Linked DNA regions of Xenopus laevis: region 2 is linked to region 1. Evidence: chromatin contacts called from public Hi-C data. All regions are on one chromosome and are shown on one strand. The core of a region is the stretch at or near the end of the contact, and the rest is flanking DNA. Distances in the headings are between cores, read along the strand shown. Region 1 has its middle 48 kb from the start of ier5.L. Region 2 has its middle 21 kb from the start of kiaa1614.L.

Evidence for each region. A called contact is a pair of places that touch in the nucleus more often than the background predicts.
Region 2: a Hi-C map of the XL177 cell line shows a contact between it and region 1, with 5 times the contacts expected there. The contact joins two enhancer-like sites. A contact is called at or near these places in 3 of 4 Hi-C or Micro-C datasets (the XL177 cell line, the XTC cell line and animal cap).

Annotation. Positions count from the first base shown.
Region 1 is chr4L:96,528,503-96,531,202 of Xenopus_laevis_v10.1, forward strand. No RefSeq gene overlaps it. Among protein-coding and RNA genes, the nearest start is that of ier5.L, 48 kb to the right of the region's middle. Within about 2 kb of position 1,414, at least 1 of the 7 cell types and tissues checked has an H3K27ac peak or open chromatin away from gene starts, as enhancers often do.
Region 2 is chr4L:96,629,692-96,632,425 of Xenopus_laevis_v10.1, forward strand. No RefSeq gene overlaps it. Among protein-coding and RNA genes, the nearest start is that of kiaa1614.L, 21 kb to the right of the region's middle. Within about 2 kb of position 1,345, at least 5 of the 7 cell types and tissues checked have an H3K27ac peak or open chromatin away from gene starts, as enhancers often do.

The DNA of each region.
Region 1 (2,700 bases), core at 164-2,663:
CACTGAATCAAAGGGTTTGTAAGATCTGTTAAAAATATAGTTATCTTATAAAATGTATGCTCAGACTCTATAACAAACATGGTAAAACATGGTTTTAATATTCTTATTCTTGTTTTACTTGCTATACCCAAAGCAGTAAATGAACAGTTGCCTCAAGTTTCACACGTGTGGGCCCCTACTTCAGTTCTTTGACCTGCTGTTGTGGAACCACTCTCCATAAAGTGACATAAGCTGATTAAATGACAGGTATGCAGTTTGAATTGACTGAAAATCATGATAGTGCTGCCTTCTGCAACTTGTGCCATATTTTAAATCCAATGCAATGAACTTTTAATTGCATTGTAGTACTGGTGTACATGCACACTGTTGTGTTTGCTCTTGTTGGTTAACTGTTGATTAATGAGCCAGACTATATTTAACACAACCTCATGTGGCAGACTTGCACCAGATTTTTCAGCAGGGTCCAAAAGCATTTAGCTATGTGAGGCTTCACATTAGGTTTATTAAAGGTGACAAATTATATATAAATTGATTTTTCTAAGGAAGATAACACTGTCTGTGTAGGGCATTTTTTTGGTCTTGGAGATATTGCATTTAAACGTTATTGCAGTCAGGGCAGCCATCAGGGGGGACAGGGGGGAGAGTTGTAGGGGGCCCCAAGGGTAAGGGGGGCCCGGCCATGCCACACTTACTTGATTAGCCGGGCCCCCATCTTTGTGAGAGCTGCTGACTTCGGGAAGGCATGGATGTTTAAGGGGCCCTGGCCACCAATTTTCTTATAATGTGGGGGGGGGGGCTGGCCACCATTTTTTTTTCTCCTGTGGGGTCCTAGCCACCAATATTTTTTAATGGGGGGCCCTGGCCACAAATGTTTTTTAATGGGGGGCCCTGACCACCAATATCTTTTTATTAATATGTGGGAATCCTAGCCACCAATATTTTTTTTGTTTTTTTACTGTGTGGTGGGGGGCGGACCTGTGGGTTGGGGAGAGCAGACCTGTAGGTGGGGCTTGCGGTGGGCGCAGCCCAGGGGGCCCAGGAAATTTTGTCGTATGGGGCCCTGTGATTTCTGATGGCGGTCCTGATTGCAGTTACCAGAATTGTTGCAGTGGTATTTTTTAACTAGATACAGAAGGTAATTTTTCCAACAGCACCTAGACTGATCTGAACTGCATTTAATGCAAGACATTTGGGCTCATTTATAAAACAATGGCTAAATTTACACCTGGGAAGTAACCCATGGCAGCCAATCAAATGTCTGCTTTCACTGTTGAACCTGCAGCTGCCTGAGAAAAGCCAGTGATTGGTTGCTATGGGCTACTGCCCATGTGCAAATTTGCCCAGTGTTTATAAACCTCAAAAGCTATTATTGCACCAACATACCACAGTGCCTGGATGTGAGTTAGGGGCTTAGGGCCCTGGCTGCTTTATACTGCAACTTTTGAAAGATCTGGGGTACCCTTAGGTCCCAAAAGTGGCCCTGAACCAAATCCCTCACCTTCCAAGAAGCAGGCTGGGTATTCACTTAGCCTCAGGCCAACAGTCTACACAGTCTACAGGGTTACAGTTTGGTGCATTCTCTGTTATGAGCTGACATCTTTCACATTAACTCACAGAAAAGAAAATTCCCCGATCAACGTTTATGGGTCAGCGTTTTAAGTAAGGATCATAAAAAACATTGACTTTTATCTTGTTGACACTGTATACTTATCGCATATAATGACTAAATACTGGGTCAGTGCCTAGTTGCGACTGCTGTATATCCTGTGTGGTGGCAGATCAGTGCACCTTTTAAACTTTATTTAGCTTGCTTTTCTAGGCATGTTCAGTTGGTATGACATTTCCAATAGAAATCAGGCCAATCATATTAGCCCCCCCAGAATCTCAAATATTGCACCTGACTTTAGACTCAGAGGACATAATTGTGCAAATTTCATCTTTCAGATCTAAGTTTCTATAGACAGGGGAGATTCTAGCGCGAGGCTGCATGAGGCAGCTTTCACAATGCCAAACCTGCCGGAGTAGGGCTAGGGGGCGCAATTTTACTCGCTGAACTAGAAGAGCAGAATTTCCAGTTTGATAACCAGAATTTCAGCTTCTAAAGTTTTTTGCTGCCCCTGGTACCTTGTGGGGTGCTGTAGACTGAGGCAAGGTACTTAACTTGAAATGGAGTTCTGCACAAAGCCTTAGTCTGCTGTATATTTGTGTGTGTGTATGTGGGGGGTAATATTTTACTCAGTACTTATTCACTCTTCTTTTGTGCATAATGAATGAGTCACAAGGCAGAGGATGCTAACATTCCACTAATGTACGTCCCTAATGTATGAAGTGCCAACAGACATAAACAGCACTATATATAGAAGCAGATACAACTATTTGTGCTCCATTCTGGGATTGCAAAAGGTTGCATCTGTCAGTGACATGTGCAGTTCTTGGGAACAGTTGCATTGTGGGCAAAAAACACTGATTTTTTGGGTTTGCTTTTTTCCTTGGTACCTTGCCCCCATGATAATATGTTTGTTTTTGTAGCCCTAACACAAGTTTAAGGTTTTTTCTATTTAACCGTAGCTAGTTATTTTTAATTCCTGCCTGAAAACAAAGAGCAGTAATTTTCCAAACCCTGCTTATAACCCCTGCACTGCTATGTGCTTAGTCATACGGCCCCAAGCAAATCCTGAACTGCAGCTGAGAAACTGGCAG
Region 2 (2,734 bases), core at 95-2,594, 100 kb after region 1:
GGTCGGTTGAGCAGTTTCCTGAATGATTGAGCATATTAGGGCTCATTTAGACGAGTGGTTCTGTTCCAGTTGTGCCCCACTCACCCAGCCAGACTGATGTACACAGACGTACATGCAACTGCAAAAATAGTCTTTATATTCTACTTGTCTCCATGGTCACTGAAATGTCTAATCCTGTTGCTAAGGCAATCAGCAAAATCATATGGATTGCAAGGCTAGACCAAGCATTTCCCCTTCAGTGAATTAGTCAGAAGCCCAAGGCCATAGCTTACTGTGTGTACAAAATACTCTATATAAATATATCCATATGTAATGGCTGTACAATTGGCCCCTGATGACACTGACCATAGAGTGTATGTGATGAGGGACCTTCAGCTCTAAGCTCCTCTGGGGCACAGACTCATGAAAAATCCCTGTAAAGAATTTGAATATATGATAAATACATATGAGTGGGATCTACCATTTTATTTGTCATGTTTGAGGAATATTTAATAGAACAAGGGTTCTTTTCAAGACATAGCTGCCCCCACATGTGTAGAATTGTATGAAAATTGTCCTATGATATTGAGTTAACATTGTTATACACCCACTCATCTATATTCTTGTACAGGTAAAGGATCCGCTATCCAGTACTCTCCGAATTACAGGATGGCCGTCTTCCCATAAGGCTCCATTTTATCCAAATGATCTAAAATTTGTAAAAATAATTTTCTCTTTATTAAGACAGTACACCTTGTGCTTTGATCTAACTAAGATATAATTGTCCTTATTGGAAGCAATGCTATTTCATGTTTAAATGATTTTCTAGTAGACTTAATCTATGAAGATCCAAATTATGGAAAACCCCATGTCCTGAGCATTCTGGATAACAGGTCCCAAACCTATATTATATATTTTAATGGAGAAAACGGTTCAGACACTGTCACAGTGAATAGTTAGTGTATTTTAGAGGAGAAATGCCCCCCCCCTCCTCAAGTGTGTAATGGCTTCCTACACAGGGAATGAAGAGTTAATAATACCTTGGGGGGGTCTGCTGCTTGGCAGGTTCCATTATTTCCCTGTTGCAGCCCACTAGAGCGCTGCTTTATTAATCATTGCTACAGACTGTCAGAGCGTTGCTAAATCCATCACTTGGCTGCAGCCCTTCTGAGCATTCCTGAATCCATTATCATTGCAGCCTTGATGCACCAACACCTTTCTGTCATGATTCCAGCAACTTAATTCACTGCTGAAATCAGCATTCCAGCCATGTGCCCCTGCCCCACACACGGCATTAACCCTTCTACTGCTCACTGCGGCCTGTAACAAGTCTCAGAGTCCAATTAGACATCTCCATAGCTGGGGAGCATATTGCTGGTACCCAAAGGGTTATGCTAATACCTGCCTCAGCACAGCACACTGCCAGCACAATGTATCAACAGCTTTTTTTAGCCCCATAACTGCTTTACAGCTGACAGGCTGCAGCGCTTCATAACCTTCTAATTTCATCAGCACTCCCTGAGATGAACAAGGAAATATGTACTGTGAAGCCTCCATAAGAGATGCGCTGCTTGTGAAAGCCGGGGATGCAATGAGATGATGCCAAATAAGCCTGCGGAGGTAAGTGACAAAGGGGGTTGGGGAGGGAGTGGGATCAGACAAAATGCCCTCCTCCTCCTCCTGTCTCTGCTAACAGCTGAGAGCAGCCTGTCTCCTTCCTCTCCCACAGAGCCACATAATGTGCCGTGTGTCCCCCGAGAACTAGTCTGTGGCCACCTGGGCTCATTAGCAACACAAACTCCCTGCGGGGACACCAGGCGCAAGGCTTCTCTTGTTGGGGGAAGGGCACTGGAATAAGAACACCATCGTCAATAACTCTTTCATTACTAAAGGTACTGGGCACTGGACTTGCTTCTTACCTGTCTATAAGGAAATAATTCAAGGCCGTTCTGGCAAATGCCGGACGTGCTGTTGTAAGTTGCCATAGACAGTCACTATTTATTGGGCTATTTGGGCCTCTGTGTGCTTGAAATGCCAGGGCCTATTCTGAATGCCAGTCTGGGCCTGTGCACTAACATACTGGGTATTCCAGCAAATTATCTGTGATTAGGGGAGATTGCACAAGGCTTCCTCACGAGGAAACTTCGGGCGACTTCAGAAATCCGAAGCAATTGATATGCCATCCCACCGGCAATTCGTATTCTTGCCAGTGGGAAGGCATTTCAGGGAGATCAGTCGCCCCAAGTAGAGGAAATGTGTCAATGGGCGACTAATCTCCCCATCTGCCACCACCCTAAATTAAGCCACGGTTAGGCATTAGGTTCTATGATGGCTGAATTGCACAAACACATGGATTTGTGGAGACAGGACCAAATAGTCCTGGGATAACCTATTACATCTTAATGGTGTGGATCTGCATAGATTTCCTGCTGAATTTAAATGTAAACAACACTGCACAACTCTCCTGGCAAAGTCTTATTTAGGTGAACAGCTTTTATACTCACAATGGCCGGCTTCCTTCCTCAGCATGTCACGTCACATATGACCACGGTGTACGGCTTTAACCGACCTCATGGACAAACATTACAGCTAATTCTGTATTTCAGAGCCTTTTGGATAATGGGGTTTTCCATAACAGACACTATACATGTACTATTTAAGACTAATGTTAATGTCCCCAAAGAGGTAAAACGATCTCCAAATATTTTTATATTGTGCTGTAGCTTTTTCCCAGTAAATTTTGCCTGACAGCCTG